Linked DNA regions of Bombyx mori: region 1 is linked to region 2. Evidence: chromatin contacts called from public Hi-C data. All regions are on one chromosome and are shown on one strand. Each heading gives the region's core, a stretch centred on a gene start, on an enhancer-like site or on the middle of the called end of the contact. The rest is flanking DNA. Distances are from core to core; before and after follow the strand shown.

Region 1 (4,771 bases), core at 583-3,082, 68 kb before region 2:
TTTCCTGGCTTCAGTAGGATCCACTGTCCAATCTAGTCCAATGGTTTCATAACCTAATTGAGCTTGAATATCTAAGGAATGTCCAGCTCCTTTTGCAAATATGGTCTGAAAATAATATAATAAGTATTCTTAATTGTGTGATTATCTCTAGAGCATGTTATTTACAAGTTATTTTACTATAAATAACTTACCATAGGAACCTGTTCTAAAGATTTTTCTGTAAGTTTAGCTCTAACTCCACTTCTAATGTCTTTCAAATATGGAATAGAAAACTCAGTAAATTGTTCTCTTGAGAGGTGATCTGCACTTGATTCAAATACTTGCAGAAGTTGCGCTCCACTCTCCACCTTCAGTTATACATGCATATACATATAATTATATACATTTCCATTTGAACAAATATATTTGATTTTCAAGATACATTAAGATCGATTATGTTTTTAGCAAAAAATATACTATTTCAAACTTACTTGCATCACCACATAGTCAATTATAACATTAGTAAGAAGACAAAGGAGTCTATGGACATCTTTAGGATACTTCTCGAGCCATTCTTTTGTTTTAGACATTGTTTTGCTTCCTCCACCCTCTAGCATGTATCCAAATAGTGTAAACTAAAATTTTATCCCAAAATTAATTAAATACATGAGTATATTTCAATGGCATCAAATTATACCTAAATATTTGTGATATTTACCGGAGCTCCAGTAAAGCCAATCAAGGGAACTTTACCATCTATTTTATGTCTTGTCAGTGTGATAGCCTTTCCAACATAATCCAACCTTGAAACTGCACCTTCTGGTTGGAGACCATCTATTTCTGATGGGGTTTGAAGTGGTTTAGGAAATACTGGACCCTAGAAATACATTTTTTTGTAATGATGTCAAGAATGGGTAGAGCATTTTTAAATTGGATTTTACTTACGACTCCAGGGTGCATTTCAACAGTCATGCCGAGTGCTTGTGGTATCACAAGAATATCACTGAATATTATAGATGCATCCAAGTGCTCATACCTTCTGAGCGGCTGCAGTGTTACTTCACAAGCTAATTCTGGAGTTCGACAAACCGTGAAAAAATCGTGTTTAACTCGGACTTCCTGAAATTCTGGTAAATATCTTCCAGCTTGTCGCATTACCCAAACAGGGACTTTGTCAACACTTTTTCCTAAAGCTGCTCGAAGTAGTCTATCATTTTTCAATTCTGGAAAATTCTGAAGGAAATTCAAAGATTTTGTTAATAGTGAAAAGTCTAGTAAAATGCACAAAAGCAAACTGCTATTACCTTGTTAGAGTACTCCATGTTATGAATGAAAGATTTTGATTAAAAAATAATTAACCAGGTCCAAATTATGAATTATGAGTAAAATAAAAAAATCTATTAATTTTAATGTATGTACATTTAATGTATTGGCCGACTTGGTTTATCCAGCTGATTTTAATGAGTTTTGTTTTCTTTTTATTTATTTTTAATATTATATGGCCTTGTAACAAGACCTTTAAGCCAAGTTTTATATTCCGTTATTATATGGATATGATAGCGAACTGAGATGCAGTTGATTATTTTGAGACTTTATCAATTGGAATGAAATTAAACATAAAGTCTCAGTAAAAAGGTTAATACTTTTTAAGAGTTTTTCAGTGAATTTTTTGAAAAAAACCGATTAGCTATGTACGTTCAGTAGCTTTGTTATTTTACCACATTTGTGGACTTTCAAAGATACTCAATAGTTAATAAGCCACCGTTATTACACAGTGAAACTTAAAGAAACACTAAATGAAAAACATAAAAAATTCAAACAAATTCACTCTTCGCACTCCCGCCAAAAAGGTCTGAGTTTTTTAAATCGACATAAGATTACTGACACTGACATCAGATATCAAACACTGCTGTCTTACAAGTTACGATATGTGCTATTAGGTTTCATACGTCAGTGGCTATATTTAACAACTATGCGTAAGTTGTAAGAAGCTTGAGAGACTATTCTTAAATATTAAATTACTATTTTATATAATATAATTATTATTTATATTATTATCTATGGACAATATTATGTACTAGCTTCACCGAACGTGAGTGAACGTGAAAAGCTTGAGGTTACTAGCTACTGAGGCTGGGTAGCCAGGGTAGCATTGCAAAGGGCCACTAGTATGATTGCGACGCGACGTGGACATAGCGAACCATGCGCGCTGTTTTATCTGTCTCTTTGGTTCATTGTGGACGAGCAGCGTCTTGTCTTCGATGCAGAAGTAGGGTTTGACTTAGGTACCGCAACGGAGAAAATCAAATCCGTTACTGTTCACTCACAGCAGAAACGTACCATAGTCTACCTTCGCAAGCACTAAAAAAAGCACGCTATATCACAATGTCATATTCGACCGCGACGGGGTAACGCAAAACTGCCGTCGCCCGAAACATGTTTTGTCGGATCCCCAGGATTCACTCTCGGGTTTTTTAGGCCTCTCGAGCACCGCCCCCCGTCCTTGTCGAACTCGACGAGCGAACTAACCTACAGACACAGCTCACTAAGTTTCTAGCCGGATCTTCTCAGTGGGTGGCGATTCCGATCCGGTGGTAGATTCCGCGAAGCACTGCTTTGGCTGGGGGTAGTGTTAGCAAATACTCCCAGGTTGAACTCGTGCGCTCACCTACTAGTCCGGGCGTAGCTGGAATAGCCCCTTAGGCTACCAGCGAATAGGTAGGGAGAGAAACACAATGCAGTAGGTACATTCGCAGAGTTATAGTTCTGAAATCTTATTCCTTCATCGTAAAATTTATTCGTGTAGAATGCTACATTGTGTAATCATTTGTTGCAATTTTTTTTATTGAGTAGGAACGTCTCACATTTCAACGATTTTATTTGCATAACTGGCACTAAGAGGTACCATGGTGTCTATTATAACTTCAATGCCTCTCAGAGCACAGAGATTCATAGTGCTAGTTGTTTCAAGAAGACTAATCTATTCATTCATTTTTTATTATATTTCTATACCGAAAACCGTGTCCGTTTGGTGTTGCTTAGACTAAAACCAGGCTACTTCTTAACGTGAATGTCGTTAAAGGCGAGGTTATAACAGCTAATAGAACGGGCAGGAGTGTTCTTTGATTGTCATACCAGTGTCCTGCGATATTTAATCAGCATCTACTGGTGGAAGGGCGTATTGTCTTCACAGCGCCTATTTCTGCAGAGAAGAAATCGTACATTTATACATTCTTACTTTATACATTTCACTATAATGTCATTCATCATAAAAAAATGTAAATCTTAAAATACCTATGCAAAGTTTGCGAGATTTTTCGTCTACCTGCCGCACCGCACCTATCAAAGTGAAAAAAAATAAAATAAATGAGAGGGGTCTACGATAACAAAGTTTTTGTAAAGCGACACAGGGCGACCTTTCACAATATAGTATTTTTTGTATCAAACCTTTATCCCACTTTCCTAATAAAGTTTATTCGCTTTAGATAAAAAAAAAAACTGAGATCGGATTTTGAGTGACTTCGGAATTTTAAAAATAAATTCGAATATTATGATTTCGTATTTATTTCGTAGTGAAAAGTTATGTTCTTCTGACTTATCAAAGAAAGTAAGAAAAATACTACATAGGTAGGTACGTTTTAAAATTATTTTTTAACCAATATTGTGTGTTTTAACTAATGTGTGAACAGTTCGTTAGTTATATATCAAAGATCATTATCATCAAGCTTAAAGGATTCTGATTTTTTTTCTTTGCTTTCTAGACGTTGCTCACTTGTTTCCCGAGATTATTGAAAAGTGATTATCCACCTTTAGATAATAGGTATGTACATAATATGTGGTCTAATTGTTATATGTAACGATGAGTTCGTTTGCCCATTAAATAAAATAAATAAGTTACTCATGGGTTATTGGCATCAGTAGTTGCATAGTCGCCAGTGTTGATTTTGTGGACTGTTCGGAAATAAAGGACCACTTATGGAAAGATGCAGTGTAAAAGCACGTCGCTTTGGATTAAACACAGTTGCATTTATTAAACAAATTTCGATAGACTGAGAAACAAAAAATGTTATGCAATCCTCGGATTAAATAAAAAAAGAATCATGCAGGTGCAGTGTGACTTGCGCATTCTGTATGTAATGTTGTGAGACAAATTTTGCTAGAGATTTCATTTTGCTGGGTGCAAATGTAAAGGATCACAAACAATAACGCCGAGCTTCATTTTTAAATCACGTTATTATACCTACTACGAAATTAAAAACAAAATAAAGTTGGTGCGATTTGGATCGCTTTGCTTCTGGTATTGCCAATATCTATAAAAACTGAATTGAAGGCAAAAGGTGGTTAGACGTCATAATTTAATTTGTTTTTGAAATAGTGTGGGAAACCATTTTTTATACGAAAGAACAAAGGGAGTCAGAAAAGATTACACGCAATAATTTAAGGCGATCCCGTTATGATTAAAAAAGTTTTCGTTGAAAAAAATTAATGGCTCGTGTATCTGCAATTTCTTTTTCGATTTGTGTTTTTTTTTTTGCAATTAGCCATCAAGTTCGACGAGCTCAGTAGGGGAGGTCCGATAGAATGAGTTTTGTGTTTTCTGTCGATCAGTTAGAAGTTATGGAATATTGTTAACTTATTTTCATAAAAATAAATGATTCGAATTGAAAGAATTCAGATCCAGGATCCTAAGCTGAAAGGTGCTTCAACATCTTGAATAAACAAAATTCAGGGCTTAGATTACATAGAACTAGTCTGTCGGTCAAGTTGGTAGCTGCCATCAGCTCGATGTTTC
Region 2 (4,101 bases), core at 289-2,788:
CTCTCCCATTTAATTGATTATTTATTCGCAATTAAGAAACGATTAAACGGTGGACAGTCACGTTCGCATAACATTCGTCTTTGATAAGTTATCAGGGTATTTCATAGAGCAGAGAGGAATATGTGGCGGCGTAAAGAATTGCGACTTATACATTGTACAGTAATACATTGTTATGCGACAGTACGAATGTAATTGGTACTGTATGCTGTGTGCCAAAAGAGGTTTATAAAATACCAGCGACCCGCTCCTGCTCCGCTCGGGTTTTTAACAAAAATTTCAACGATATTTGACGTTGTTTTATATTTTACATAAAAGAACACTTATTGCGGCATAACTATAATAGTTAGACTTATGCTGTCGCGGCACTTTTTGTAAATAATAATGTGTTCTACAAAGACGTAGTACATTAATTTATTCTATCATCAATAGTTTTCGCAGGGCACGCGATGTAAAGAATATTTAGGTAATTTTTTTACACCTTGGGTTACATTATTGGAGTTTTAGTAACGATAGCTAATTTTTTTCAAAAAAAATTATAGTCATATAGACTATAATTTTTTCACTCAGGAATAGTGCAGCTTCCAAACAGTGAAAGAATTTTTCAAATCGGTTCAGTAGTTTCGGAGCCTATTCAATACAAACAAACAAATCTTTCGTCTTTTTAATATTAGTAGGTATAGATTAATAAGGCGATGGGCGTAAGACGTTTACATTTACATATATAATATAATATTTTGGGCTGAAACAGACTGATTATCTCTTATTTCCAGACATCTTGCCTATCTCAAACTATAAGCTATTCTTTTAAATATGGGCTATTGATGATTGTACAGTAGGCATTTGCCATTCATAAATTCCGGTTTGAAGAGCAGGTGAGTCTTCAATTACAAGAAACCGCTCGATACTAGAGAGTCCGTGAATGCGTCAGTCCATCTACAATAATAATGATAAGCTTAAGAAAGCTACTTCTCCGTTATTTTCTGCAGAGCTAGGTATGTCCATTTTAAACGAGATTCAAAAAGAGTCTTCAAACAATACAGTTTTTGCCTGTGTCATTCAAATTACACAGGCAAAATACAATTGTGTACAGTTCAAATAAAATTGTGTCGCTTCTAAATAAAAATCGTTGATAGTTTAGATAGATCAGTTCAAGGGATCATATTTTAGCACCTCATGAGACAACCGCATCCACATTATTAACTTCTAATTACCTAAGGCTTTTGTTTACGTCTTTGACGCTAATGGGCGTGAACATAGGATAATCGAATAACAAACAAAATCGTGTTTCTCATTTAGTGTCATTTCTCGATAAGCTAGGACACTAATTAAATGTGTCTGGAAATTTTCGGATAATAGACGTCGGGCAAGCGAGGGGCATTTACATGAATGTGCATAGGCGCGAGTGTCGGGGTGGCGGGCGGGTGGGGAGGTGCCGCTGCGGAGACTTGACCTTGGGGCAGGATTGAGGCGAGGCTCGCGGTCCCTGACCTGACTATTTCGAGTGGCAAGTGCGCCGCCGCCGAGCTGCATGCAATGTGCATACCGAAATAACCGCTTGGTCTGTCGCCCCGCCCCCCTCCTCCGCTCTGCACTCGCCCCCGCCGCCGCCTCCAGGATGTACTGCCTTATAGCCATGCATGGCACGCCTATCACACACGACCATAAGGGGAAGGAGTTCTGTTATTCGAAGCCGATTATAAACAACATACCCCTGTTTGATTATTTCTTACTTTATTCACGTACTAATCACAAAAAAGGTGGGTGGCGCATTTACGCCGTAGAGGTCTATGGGCTCCAGTAACCACTTAACACCAGGTGGGCTGTGAGCTCGTCCACCCATCAAAACAATAAAAAAAAAACTCTATTTTTTGCCCTTGTAGACAGACGAGCATACGGCCTACCTAATGGTGAGTGATTACCGTCACCCATGGACTTCAGCAATGCCAGGGGCCGACCCAAACCGCTGCCTACCGTTAAGTACTCTCCACAAGCCTCATTCGAAGAAGGATATGACATAGCGCTCCTACAAACAAATGTCTAAGTAAAACCAAAACCGTACATCCTTGACGATTAATAAATTATGAATTCAACAAAGAGAAGCTGTAAAGTAAGTATAGAAATTCCTCAAAAGATTACTTTGTGTCATAGTGGTTGAGAGACGATAAATGTCAAATCGATAGTTTAATGAACGGTAATAGTGCAAACGGCGAGAGCGGTGCCGGGCGCAGTTGATGGACGAGGGAAAGGCTTCGTCAAGGCTGCAGCCGATGCACTTTCACGAGATGCGGCACACCATTATTATGCATCCATTATGCGTCCACGTCGTCGCATCGGCCCGACTCTTCCCCCCTGTCACGACGCCCACGCGATAATCATTTTCATCGAAACTCTCTTAGAATACTTTGGTTAAGTTGAAAGGTTTTCAAGCGTTAAAATCTTTATCATTAATATATTAGTAGTGTTATAACCGTGAGCTAATTAAAATGGTAATGACGAGAACATAATGTGTATGGAAAGAAGCAAATCAAATGAAATGTTCAGTTCAAGGTGCGAGTATATTTGTAGAGGCTGTTTTTTTCTGTCTACGTAATCATAATTTATAAAGATTTATTACATTTAAAATAATATAAGCATAGATTTGCAATATTTTTGTGCCTATCCAGTTTTTCATCTGATTTGTACAATACAATACTACAAACAGAAATATTATCATGTTTGATACGAGTGTTTAAGGAGAGAGTACATTTTTCGTTAAACTGCGATATCACATAAACGCAAACATAGAAGTACCCACGGTAATCGGCCCTAGCCAGAACACACAGACATGCACTCACACATGCACGTGTGTAATAACATTATAGGGTGCATGTGTGTCCGACTGACTAATCTATTGCGCCCGCGCATTCAAGGTCACTGGCCACAGGCGCGGCCCAAAGACCGATTTTAACTTTTAACATGTCACTATGTTGCGCTCTTTAAGACTATTATACTTTAACTTTATTTATGGTATTTTTATCACATGTTTGGCCTGACCGCATTAGGTAAAGTATCACTGAATAAACGTAATTCAGGCAAAATATTTATAAGTTGCTTTACAATATATTTTTTTTTGTTAAAGCTGAGTACAAGCTTATATTTCGTTTGGTGTTAATTTACCGAAGCAAATATATGTAATAATATGTGTGCCAACATCCATTTAGGGAATTGATGTCGAAACCTCAATTCTGTTGCAGGACGGTTGAGGCTGTTCGATTGCAGGGGAAAATGCGTAATTAAATTAAATCATTGAATAATATTTTGTGTAGGGTATGTTTTGCCCATTATTTATAATATAATAATCATATAATATATAGAATATTATTAGTATTCGATTGGTAATGTAGTATAAAATCATCAATAAAAATGAAGTGAAATTGTTGAAAAATACGATAACTTAAACGCCTACTTAGTGGCGCAATTCCATCATCACCTTTGTAGTTTACGTTTAAATGTTGACCATTTTTTTCTACTGTGAAACCGATCTTTTACTGTTAAAATATTATAATTCAAAACAAAATTATAATCGAACAAAATCCGTATTATTATTTTCAATTACGGATCAAGATTTTTAATACCATACTATATAGCTGCGAAGACAGAGGAGATAGAACGAAGAGGGCTCGCAGCGGGGCGAGGGTGGACGACGGGTTCTGCCGAATGACTCTGTAACGTCCGGGAGCGCGGCCAACGACCTGCCCAATCTCCGTTGCATTAGCACAGCGAGCAATATTCGTGTCTAGCCAAACTCTTGTGTGCGTTTACATACGAGTAAATTGTATTACCATGGTACTTTAACTCGCTTCGAACGAGTCCCTCTTTAGTCTTCCATCCGTTTTGTTCATCACTAAATCGACAACTAAATGTGTTTTAACATTCTAGTAGGGAGTTATACGACAAATGCTTTTGTGTGTGTCGACTGCGCTCGCGCCGCGAAGCAGTTTTTCGTATGTGTTAGTGAATGTAAAAGCTGATAGATTAAATGCTGTCTCATACGTCTATAAATTTAGGAACGTTATAAGGATGTGTAGCGTAGGGCCCTTGTTGATGTTTTAAGTATTTTAA

The links. Hi-C and Micro-C count contacts between places; a contact is called where the count stands out from the background.
Region 1: a Hi-C map of whole pupa shows a contact between it and region 2, with 2.4 times the contacts expected there. The contact joins the promoter of LOC101742739 here to the enhancer-like site in region 2. A contact is called at or near these places in 2 of 7 Hi-C or Micro-C datasets (both in whole pupa).

Annotation. Positions count from the first base shown.
Region 1 is chr13:8,364,494-8,369,264 of ASM3026992v2, reverse strand. It overlaps LOC101742739 (uroporphyrinogen decarboxylase), which reads right to left and starts at 1,832. Exons shown (of 7, transcript XM_004927814.4): 1 at 1,284-1,832; 2 at 925-1,212; 3 at 698-856; 4 at 471-614; 5 at 192-347; 6 at 1-105. The coding sequence starts at 1,301. It overlaps LOC110385550 (a long non-coding RNA gene), which reads left to right and starts at 3,393. Exons shown (of 3, transcript XR_002430813.3): 1 at 3,393-3,606; 2 at 3,741-3,799.
Region 2 is chr13:8,296,533-8,300,633 of ASM3026992v2, reverse strand. No RefSeq gene overlaps it. Among protein-coding and RNA genes, the nearest start is that of LOC101743032, 23 kb to the right of the region's middle. Within about 2 kb of position 1,538, at least 3 of the 8 cell types and tissues checked have open chromatin away from gene starts, as enhancers often do.